3 separate regions of the Mus musculus genome follow, and all the other regions are linked to region 2. The links are chromatin contacts, called in public Hi-C maps. All regions are on one chromosome and are shown on one strand. Each heading gives the region's core, a stretch centred on a gene start, on an enhancer-like site or on the middle of the called end of the contact. The rest is flanking DNA. Distances are from core to core; before and after follow the strand shown.

Region 1 (3,734 bases), core at 1,063-3,562, 620 kb after region 2:
TGAAGGAGCAAACTCTGATGCTGATGCTGAGGACGAATCGCCATGGGAGGGAAATGCAGGCGCAAGAAATGGAGTTTGATAAAGGGGGGCAGAGAAAGGCTGTCAAAGCCAGGCAGAATCAGGGAAAGCAGAGTATGAGCCTCTTAAAGAAAGATGCCATCCGAGGCTCCAAGCTCTCTGCAGAACGAAGTAATCTTGTTAGAGTGGAGAGATTGTAGAAAGTAAAAGTAGAATGTGACGATACACAAATTCGGTCAAGAAAATAGAGGGCACCGGGTGTCAATTAAAGAGTGGGCCTTATATGAATCCTTCATTTTCAAATGAAGACCTTGGGTTCCCACTGTGACACACCAGAGGTCCCAGAGTACTGTATGAAATGTAATAAATTCAAATTTCTGATGATGAAATTAGGAATGCAACATTTGAGCAGGCTTGGTAGGCAATTCTGCAATGCTGCAGACTTTAAGACGGCAATATCCACGACAAAATATTACTAATAGATTTTATTTTAAGAACTTGCTATTGTCAGTTCCTTTTTCATGTAGCATCTCATTTACTCCGCAACTCTGTCAGGCAAACACCACCATGACTTCACAGGAGAGGCTAATGACACAGCAGTTAAGTCAATGTTGAAGTTACTCTTTGTGTTATGAAAAAGTATGTAAGTAAAGCAATTTGAAAGAGGAAAGATTTACTTTGTCCTATGCTTTCGGAAATATTTTAGGCCACTGTAGCATGGACTGTGCGAGCATGTGTGCCCCTCCGTCGCAGTGGGCCTGGACTAGCAGGAAGCATCACACGAAAAGGTCTGCCCTGGAGACATAGCTCCACCCGTGAAGTCCTGCCTTGTAAAGGCTCCACAGCCTTCTGAACATCACTATAGGCTAGGGATCAAATAACACATTTCAGATTCAGATAGAATCCTTAACAAGGACCTATGGTTAGAACAAGCAGACCTGAGATTTGTATCCAAGTGAAATTTCCCAAGATCTTCTCTCTGCTACCATGTTATATTACATTTTAATATAGAGGTGTTTATTAACTATCTGATGATGGTAGTTGTGTTAGGATGAACTGAAATGAAGAAAGGGGGAATGCAGGCCAATTAGCCAGGTTGCTACTGAAACAACGTATTTAGAATAATCAATCAAATTATAGTGGCACAATGTACAGAGGGGCAATGGAATAGAACACCCAGAAGTGCAAGGCAGTACTTTTCACACATCAGTAGAATTTATGGATGGGAGGGTGAGGAGAGGCAGGGAGGATACATCCTAGATATCATGGGATCTCAGGTGTTGCATCAAACATAATTAGGAAAGTCAGCATAAGCTGGTGACTTCCATGGGTAGATTACCAATTAGACTTTAACCTTGTTGAAGTTGAGGTTGAAAGTAGCCAATAGTTTGAGAAACAAATTGGATTGTGTCCAAAGTCTGGTGGCTATTATAGTCCAAAAGTGTTTATACACCTCCTATCTATTTTCCAATTTAAGTAATGCATCTCCTATGTGTTTTTAATTGCACTGGGAAGTCTTTTTTCTTGTTTTATGAGCAAAACAGTCAGTTACTGTGCTCCCAATTTGAGCCTTTCCTTTTAATTATGAACTAGTTCATGTTATAAAATTATTTTGATATCACCTGAAGACATCTAATCCAATTGGAAACCCAATAGATGGCAAGAGTAAATAAATGGCATGTGTCCTGCCTCATCCTGCAATTATCTGCAAGGAAAACTATTGGCCACTGTCGTTGCCCATGCATGTGGAAGATGGACATTAGTAAATTATATTGAAGTTTTCAGATAAAAGGTGCTAATCAGAGATCTGATTCCATCCTAGCCTAGTCAAAGTATTAAACCTCAACGTGTCATTCCCTAATCATATTAAGTAAACATCCCACAAGGACATGACATTGTGCTGGACACAGGGCAAGGCCTATTAGGCAAATACATCCCCACTAGGAACTTACAAGTGTTTGTATATACAGATAAAACTGTTGTTAGCATGCTTTATTAGATACTTAATATGAGTATGCAAATAAGTCCATCAGAAAATTGTCTGCATTTTATTAATCTAGCATCTTTAATGATTATATTTCATCTTAAATGCTAATGACATTTATTTATGATTGTGTACCTTCCATTTGAGTGCCTGTGCAAGTTCCTTTTAGCATATCAATTGCTTCAAAAGTGAAACCACTGGACTTTTGTCCTGATCGGTTAACAAATCTAAACCTCATTATCCCAGAATGAGATAAAGTAGTGTGTTCTCCTCCAGTGCTGTTGTGTAATTTGCATTAACGTAATGGGAGTTGGGCAGGCGTATTAAGAGCAGAAGGAACCCTAATTAAACAAATAAGCCTTTTGGTTGACACCCTATGTGATCACTCTTTCCTGTGATAAGTATGAGAAAATCAAATCACCCTACTGCTTTGGGCAGCAGAGAACAAGAGCTGCAGAATAATCAAGATTACACGGAGTAGGAAGGGACAGCAAGGAGCAGCAATCAGACTTTGAATAGAAGGTAGCCATCCATTTTCATATTAATTAACTCTATACAGGGCCCTCATCCTTCCATGAACACATCGTCAGAAAACAGAGGGATAAACAAACATTTGCAGACATGCTTGAGAGCTGAAAAAAATGATTAAAGCCATAGAGCAAACAAGCCTGCCCGCTGGGTACCCCAGCATCTCATTTGTCTTTGTGCTCCGCCCAGCTGATGAGTAGCCCTTCTCTCTCAGGTTCATCTTTTAGTTAAGCAATAAACCTTGGCTCTATGTAGCATTTTAGTGAGTATTCTTGTAGATATTGCTGTCCTTTCTATCACTCATAAACTTCTTTAAATCTTTATGCCCACAATCCACACACAACGTTGTGCTAATTTTCTCTTCTTGTGTTCAGGTGCAGACTAACAAAACTTCAGATGTATTACATGCAAATGAATAACTTTTATCAACGATCACACTACTGGGTTTCATGGAAGTCAATATCTGTATGTTACTGCCTCTAGTTTCTAATTCCATTCCAAGCTCCACACTGCTCATAAAGAGTGCATTTCCAGCCAAGACCTGCGGTAGTAATGATGAAAAAAAAAAGAAGTGATAGCTATGGTGTCACCCTGCCTGAATTTAAAAATACTAAAGAAATTAAGGTTAGACTTAATTTGAAAAAAATTGGCAAGTTAACAAAATGAAACAACAAAACTTTTATGATTCATTTTGTGAAAAATAAAGTAAATACTTTTTAAAGATTTATCTTTAGATGTGTGTGTGTGTGTGTGTGTGTGTGTGTGTGTGTAGGTGCTCACAAAGTCCAGAAGACAGTGTGAGAATTCCAGAAGTTTAGAGTTAGGATGGTTGTGAACTACTGGATTTAGGTACTAGCAATGAATTTGAGTCCTCTGCATGAGCAATACAGACCTGAGACATCTCTCCAGACTTCAAGAGTAAATAGTTAAAGATGAATTTAGGAGAGAAAATCCCTTTACAAAGGGACCAAACCTGATCTCTCTTCTATGCTGATGGGGGCTAACATCCATTTCTTCCCCTGGCAATCAGGGACAGTCATGGAGAACAATGGATAGCTGCATTTACTCTAAGTAGCTTTTCAGAATACATTGGTTTTTTTTCTACAGTCATACTTCTCTCAGGAGCAACACATGCAGCTACTTTATCCTGATCAGTAAAGTGCTCTCAATGTATCTAACTTGAAGCCAAATTAAGAACTTTGGC
Region 2 (3,930 bases), core at 1,154-3,653:
TTTATTCGATATTCTTGCCTTCTCTGTGGACTCTAGCCAAATCTTGTCTTGTTCACAGCAGCCTGCCTTTTCTATGCTGGGAATTCCTATCTTCTGATTATCTCTCACATTGCCAAGTGCAGCAAACCCTCTTAATCTGTCACACATCTCGATTTTTCAGATCCAAACTGTGCCCCCTAATTTTATGTCAACTTGACCCAGGCTAGAGTTGTCTGAGAGGAGGGACTTTCAACTGAGAAAATGACTTTATAAGATTGGGCTGTAGGCAAGCATGTAGGGCATTTTCTTAATTAGTGATTGACGTGGGATGACCCAGACCACTGTGGGTGCTGCTGTCCCTTAGGCTGGCGGTCCTGGGTTCTATAAGAAAGCAGGCTGAACAAAGTCAGCAAGCAGCAGCACTCCGTGACTCTGCATTTGCTCCTGCTTCCAGATACTCCAGATACTCCAGATACTTCCAGATACCTGTTTAAGTTCCTGCCCTGAGTTCCTTCAGTGATGGACTGTGGATTTGGAAATATAGCCAAATAAAACCCTTTCTCTCCAATTTGCCTTTGGTCATGGTGCTTCATCATAGCAAGAGTAACCCTAAGGATCCCCTTTTGTACATGTGGGATTTTCTACCCTCACCCTAGTTCCCAACATAATGGCTCTGAGACGGAATTATTTATGAATAAATGCCTAGGCCAAAAGCCTTGTTTCCCTCCCTCCCCGCCCCCCCCACACTGGTTATCCTGTTTATTCTATGCTAAGTCCTGCCACGAGGTTAGTTAGCTTTCCTCAGGTTCATGGAACTGTCTCCATCAGTATTCTGGGTGAATCCTCCCTGCATCTGACTGCTTTCCAGACTCTCTCCCTGCCAGAACTCTCAGCTCCTACTTCCTACCTTAGCTAATTGACAAACAGCTTATTTATTGACATGGATGCTTCCAAACACTACACAAGAGATTCTCTCTATACCCTTTCCTTGTCTGTTCCAAATGATAACTCAATAGAGAGGGGAAGAGTTTGAGGCACAGTTATAGCACAGGCTGAACATTCTTCATCTGAAGTGCTTGGCATTCCGACACCAGATTTTGAAATATTTACATAGATTGTCATTTGAACATTCCTAATCTAAAACGTTGAAATGCTACAAAATCCGAGGCTGTTTGAGTGCAAAAAGTTGTATTTTGGACTAGAGATGCTCAATCTATATTTTACGACTTCTTTTTCTAATTAATATACACTACATACATATACAATCTTTTGGTTTGTGTTTGTGTGTTTGATGGGGTTTTACTATGTATACCTGGCTAGCTTTACATTTTCTCTGTAACCCAAGCTGGACTCAAACTAACAGCAAATCTTCTGAGTATTGGGGTTACAGGTGTGTGTTACCATACCTGTAACAATTTCCACTTAAACAGAACTAAAACTAATGCTGAAAATAATCTTATAGCCACTGTGATTAGAACAAAGGACCCTTGATTACATAACTGAAGCTTTGGTCATCATGGGGCATAGTTTAGTGGTACAGCAGCTGCGAGGCTCTGGGTTAAATTGCCAAAACCACAAAAATTAGTAAGAAAAATTTCAGATATCACATTATAGTTATTGCTTACTAGGCTTAGGATTCATTTAAAAGAACAGAACCAAAGCCAGGGGACAGTCCCTGAATTCTGACAAGAAAATTTACAATACTGTAACCAAAGAATGACTCCTAATTTTATTTTTTTTCAAAACCTTATTTGTAATCCATTTGGAAAATTAAACTAGCACACCATAGTATTAAGATTATGCACATAAACATGCACCATTAGGGAATTGTATGATTTTTATTTCTTTTAATGTATTTTAACAGATGGTTTCTAAATATATATATATATACATATACATATATATTAAAGCTACTATATATATTAAGAATATGAAGATGTACCAAATAGAATTGCAATGTAAAGGATCTAAATATCATGCACACAATTTTAAAGGCTGCTGAAGGTAAAGCTGGCTCTCTTAAGGATGATCATGATCATTGAGAGTAAAGCCACAGGAGAGAGTGAGGTTGAAGACTTGCTATTGTTATTGTTATTAATCCCACCTTCACCCAACAGGCTTTAAAACACTCCATTTCATCTTCTCTTTGGATTTTGCATGAAAAATGGCAAGCACAAAAAAAAAAAAAAAAAAAAAAAGCAAATTGTTGCAAATAAAGGTAAGGTCTTGGAAGCCACAAGGGGCAGGGTGTATTTGGTACATCTGGTCGACCTTGAGCAGTTCTTTGGCATTCAGCCTCTCCAATGAGAGCTTTTATTTACCCTAGTCCTTTAATCACATCCACCTCCCACCATGAAGGGGCAGAGTCTTCCTGAGACAGAGTAGGAACTGGTCCCCTGCAAGCATCAGAGTAATGTCAACAGAAAACTCTTTCATGATTGATCCCACTTGAGCAAGAGCTGCTGAGCTCCGCCATGGATGAACCTGACCTTAGACATGGAGCAGGGCAGCAGCTGTGCAAGCAGGAGTGACTAAGTCTGTCCGTGAAATGTGTGCATCTCCTCAAACACGTGAAACAATACAATGAGTTAGTCACACAGGGAATCCATTAGACTTGGCAATTTAATTTCTACTTCCTTGAGCTCTTTTCTTGAGGGCTTGGGGGAGGGGTGTCTCCCTACTTAGCATAATAGATCTCATTAGATTCTGCAGGAATTCTTGGCTTATTCTTTGGGCTATTTATAAGAATATGAGTTTTTTTTTTTTTTTTAATTCAGTCTTGTCTGAAAAGAAAACAGGATATAAGCTTTGATCACTTACCAGTTCAGATTAACACTGAAATGTTCAAGGTTGGAGATCTGTCAGATGGGGCAGCAGAAAATATCGTTATCTTCAAACAAGGGAAGTGCAGATGAACGGATTTCACATCCAAATAACACTTACGGACTGTATGCTTTACTAAACTGAAAATTCTCCATTCCAAGTCACTGAGTGTTCAAAGCTTCACAGAATAAATCTGTATTAAATGAAAAATAAATCAATTGTCATGGTTGTATAGCCCAGAAAATTTACAGCTGAACTAAGACAGAGAAAGTGACCCCTCCCTCATCCTTCCTACTGTCAGTCTCAGGCCTTCACACCTTCAGATCAGGATGACAGGGTGGGTGGGTGCAGGCAGCAGAGAGTACACTTGCTTTGCTATTTTTGTTGGTCACTTGTGTGTTTTATCAGGAGAACTTTCATGACTGGGTGGCAGCCTGGATGCTCTGTGGCCACTTCCAGATGTTGCCTGGCCTTCCTCTTCTAGCAGGGTTGCCTTTCATTTGAAAATTTCAGCCTTCTGTACTCTAGAAACACAAGACAGGAATATCTATCTTTTAAAACATGGCTTTTTGATTATATATATATATACACATACACACACACACACACACACACACACACACACACACACACACACCTAATCTTTCAACTCTGGGTGGCAACCAAGAGCAACAGCAATATCCTGTAAACTTTTGGGAGCCTCTTGGACAAGTCCAATCAACAACTCAAAAGAGGGCTTCTCAGGCTGGGAAATGGGATTTTTGTTAGATGGTCTTTGTTTCTTGGAAGGAACATTGCTAGACCAGATGGAAATATTTCATTTAAACTATATATGAATATTTACACACAGACTTATTTGTGCTATATTTTTAGGCAGATAGTTAATAGTGTGAGTGTGATTCTTTATGACTTTTTTTGGACTTCTTACAGTGATTTTTTTCTCCTCCCTCCTTCTGTATTTATCCCCCTCTCTCCTCCCTAATTAGAGGTCCTTGTTTTTATCTATTTCTCCCATCAGAAAACTTGTACCCTGCTCTTTTGCTCTCATACCCATACTCTAGAAATGGCCCCTTTTTATTTTCATGGTGTTTACTTCAGGACATGAGCTTAAATCTGAAGGTTTGGAGG
Region 3 (3,806 bases), core at 207-2,706, 580 kb after region 2:
GCCAGGTATGCCTGACTCACTATAAAAGGGGCTGTTTGGCCCCTCCTCTTGCTCTCTTGCTCTGTCCTTTTGTCCTTTCCCCCTTCTCTCTCCACAGGCTTATGGCTGGCCTCTACTTCTCTTCTTTTCTCTTCTCTTCTCTTCTCTTCTCTTCTCTTCTCTTCTCTTCTCTTCTCTTCTCTTCTCTTCTCTTCTCTTCTCCTCTCCTCTCCTCTCCTCTCCTCTCCTCTCCTCTCCTCTCCTCTCCTCTCCTCTCCTCTCCTCTCCTCTCCTCTCCTCTCCTCTCCTCTCCTTTCTCTCTCTCTCTCTCTCTCTCTCTCTCTCTCTCTCTCTCTGTCTCTGCTTTTCTCTGCCCTCTGCCTCTATTGCCCTCTTAACTCCCCTCCTCATGCCCTTAATAAACTATTCTACTCTATAAAGTCCTGTGGCTGGTCCCTCAGCGGGAAGGGATGCCTCTGGATAGGCCCGCCGAGGAACCCCCTTCCCCCACACCTCACTACACCTCCATAGAACATATCCCCCCTCTCTTTATCATTTTATAAACACACCAGTCAGAAGACACTGAAGCAAATTAGGTGCTATACTACAGTGGAAATGTGTGGCAGAGGATCTAGTCACCAGAAAACATGGACATTATTGTTCTTACACATTACATGCTATATTGTGAAGACAACATATATTGCTATTTAGAGACATAGATGATTTTCTAAAGCTGCACTTTCCTAAAAGCAGAAAGGTAAATTTTAAGCTTGGTCATTTAGCCATTCATAAATTGGAGGCATTGGGAGCTATTTTTTTTTTTTTTTTTGGAACCAATAAAGCAAAGTCAGTGATGGCAACACTGGGAGAAAGATTCAGGGTAAGCAATCCGACATAGAGTCTTTCCCAAACATCACACGCCTACTAATCACCATTCAGCCCACAGTTCTCTATAGGCTTAAAATGGTAAAAGCAAGCTGTCTACAAGCTGCACTTCCCAAGATCTGGAGGAGACAAATCTCTGCGCTCCCAGAGAAAAGAACAAGACAGTTCCAAGATGAGAGTCTAAGCAAATAGAAAAGAAAGGAAAAGACAAGACAGCGTAAGAAGGAAGGGAGGGAGAAGACAGACATGTGACAGGAAAACCTGAGGCAGGAGTGGAGGCTACCTAGGGGAGCTAGACTGCAGTGCCTGGAAAGGTGAGGCATGGAGATATGATCAAACAGGAACTGTAGAAACCAGCCTATAATCCAAATCCAACTCAAAAGGACTCGGTAAAACCAGTTGTGTTGGGAGTGGTTACATCTGAGAGTGAGCTCAGGCTTGAGAGAAAATGCAGGAGACAATAAAAGGAATTGTTAACGTATGTTTAGAGTGAACAGGAGGCATGATTCATACCCCCCTGGGGGCAGATAGTACAGTATTAGCAGATGACAGGAGAGACAACAGCGACCATTAGCATTCCAAAGGCTCCTCTCTTTCCTATCAATGAGAATGATCTTCTGACTAAGCCACAAAACAACAGATTAGGAAGGAGCCAAAGCCCCAGAGAGGTGATAAAACTACAAGGGATCATCTAGCTGCTTTATAGGAGTCCATGTCTCTGGGCCTAAATGAATCTCAGCCCATCTCACTGAAGGAACGCTTCCTGGCTGCTGTGCTGCAATAAATTCACTCTGGGAGAGGTGAAAGGCGCAGAGAAACCAGACCAAAGTCACACTTTTAAAGGAGTGGGGTGGGGAGAGAGGAAGAGAGGCCCTTTGAAAACAGCAGGATACATTTAAAGGTGATGGTTTATAGAAACTAAGGAGAGATAAATAAGAATAGGAAAGTTGCTAAGCACAGAAAAGGACTAAGACCTACCAAACTCACTCCTTTTCTTTCCTAAAAGACTGGCCAGTGGGGCCAGGGTGTAAAGATCTTTATCTTTCTCAAGGTGGCTTGGTGAGTCAGGAGTTAGGCATGAACGCATTGACAAGTACTTATTTAGATTCCCCTAAAGCCAGTGTTATCTATGGCTTCCTTATCCACGTAGGGCTTTCTTATGCCTTTGGCAAATATTAAGCCCCGATTGTCCCCTCCTCTTTGCAGCTGCTCCTGGAGAGGCATGGTCTCCTTCCTGGAGACATTTAGCCTTCAGCACTATCAGGAACTACCCTTGACTTTTTCAGGAGAATCTTACGCGTTCTTTGATTTTTCTTAGCTGAAGACTTTCTTAGACACTTTAGAAGTCTTTGCTTCACACCCTTCTTTTTCCATGTTTAATGAGAAGACTAGGTCTCCTCTCTCCTATCCTAGGCTGTATTGCAATAATCTTCTGGCTCCCCTCACCCATGCAAATTCACACCCCTCCAGTGGCACACACCTAGGCCCTTGACAACCCTTCTTCTTCTGAACCCTTTCCCTTCCCTCCTCTGTCTTTCTTTTCTTTTTCTTTTGTTTGTCTTTTCCTCCTTTCTTTCTTTCCTTTTCCCCCTTATTCCCCATCTCCTTTGAAAAGTCTTGTACACACATGTATGTGTGTATGTGTTCACATGTGGGAGACATATGGACAACACGAGTGTGGTCAAAGGGCAGGCTTGAGCATCATTCTTCTTTGCCTTGAGGCAGTGTCTGTCTTGTTACTGCAACGCATGGCAGGCTAGCTGGCTCCCAAGCTCCTGGTGAGTTTCCTGCTTCTGCCTCCCATCTCCATGTAGGTCAGCAGTTCTCTGTGGGGTCACATATCATCCACCCATCATGTCAAATATTTGCATTACAATTCAAAACAGTAGTGAAATTACATTTATAATGTAGAAATGAGAGATAATTTTATGGTTGGGGGTCAACACAACACAAGGAGCCGCGTTAAAGGGTCACAGCATTAGAAAGATTGAGAGCCACTGCTGTGGGTGCATGCTGGGATTGTGCGTGTGTTTCTGTATCTGGCTTTGACAGGAATTCTGGGGATCTGAATTCAGGGTGTTGAGTTGGCATGGCAAGTACCCACTGAGATATCCTTCTGTCACCGCCCCCCCACCCCGCCAGCATTTCTAGACATGGGTTTTCTATGTAGCCCAGGCAATCCTCCTAATTTTCCTACTTCAGTTTTGGACACAGGCATGTGTTACCATGTTTGGTCATCTCTTTGTTTCTTAGTGAGTATGAGCCAGGCTATAATTTATCTTCTAAATAAATTCCACTCAAGAAGTTTTTATGCAGTCTATTCTGTGCCCAACACCCAATCCAAAGTGTGTAAGACATATTCCTGTCCTCAACTACATCAGCATCACCAGCAAACATGAGCATGCACGTCTGAGAATCCCTGGGAACTGCTTGTATACCATGATTAAGTAACTACTAGAACATGTCCCTCCCCATCCTCACCCCCAGAACCTTGTGTTTCATGGGTACTCAATACTTCTCTTTGTTTTATTAAGGAAAGAGTGAATAAACATATGTTGGTTCAAATTCAACATGCTAGAAGTCTGGAAAAGAAAGGACCATAGTGTCCCAGTGATGGAAAACAGCCATATAATTATTACTCTGAGAAGAAACATAATATTTATAGTTTGAGCCTGGGGAAGAGACGCTACCTCCTCAAATTGCTTGTTTACTCTCAGTGGAAGGATATCCTTTTGAATGCACCCAGCAGATCTTCTTTACGAGGGACCTAAATTAACTTTAAACTAATCTCATAAATGTTTTCCTATGATTGTCTTAAGTTATATCATCAAATGTATAAAATGCAAATATTTGTAAGTCTGAAATTCTATTATTTATTATTGTTGTTGTTATTATCATCATTATTATTATTATCAGTTAAGCTACCTCTAAATATAGCTGAG

The links. Hi-C and Micro-C count contacts between places; a contact is called where the count stands out from the background.
Region 1: a contact with region 2 is called in a Hi-C map of the N1E-115 cell line, with 3 times the contacts expected there. The contact joins two enhancer-like sites. A contact is called at or near these places in 1 of 484 Hi-C or Micro-C datasets (the N1E-115 cell line) and 1 of 9 other capture datasets (embryonic stem cells).
Region 3: a Hi-C map of the N1E-115 cell line shows a contact between it and region 2, with 2.9 times the contacts expected there. The contact joins two enhancer-like sites. A contact is called at or near these places in 6 of 484 Hi-C or Micro-C datasets (the G1E-ER4 cell line, the N1E-115 cell line, cerebellum and 1 more), 2 of 115 datasets of contacts at active chromatin or transcription factors (both in embryonic stem cells) and 1 of 9 other capture datasets (embryonic stem cells).

Annotation. Positions count from the first base shown.
Region 1 is chr1:62,354,394-62,358,127 of GRCm38.p6, reverse strand. The region is part of intron 18 of Pard3b (par-3 family cell polarity regulator beta); the gene reads right to left. Among named protein-coding and RNA genes, the nearest start is that of Gm34881, 170 kb to the left of the region's middle. Within about 2 kb of position 2,312, at least 5 of the 459 cell types and tissues checked have an H3K27ac peak or open chromatin away from gene starts, as enhancers often do. A contact at or near this core is called in the N1E-115 cell line, where this site is marked.
Region 2 is chr1:62,975,489-62,979,418 of GRCm38.p6, reverse strand. The region is part of intron 2 of Gm38513 (a long non-coding RNA gene); the gene reads left to right. Among named protein-coding and RNA genes, the nearest start is that of Gm38513, 4.0 kb to the left of the region's middle. Within about 2 kb of position 2,403, at least 6 of the 459 cell types and tissues checked have an H3K27ac peak or open chromatin away from gene starts, as enhancers often do. A contact at or near this core is called in the N1E-115 cell line, where this site is marked.
Region 3 is chr1:62,396,076-62,399,881 of GRCm38.p6, reverse strand. The region is part of intron 18 of Pard3b (par-3 family cell polarity regulator beta); the gene reads right to left. Among named protein-coding and RNA genes, the nearest start is that of Gm34881, 130 kb to the left of the region's middle. Within about 2 kb of position 1,456, at least 32 of the 459 cell types and tissues checked have an H3K27ac peak or open chromatin away from gene starts, as enhancers often do. A contact at or near this core is called in the N1E-115 cell line, where this site is marked.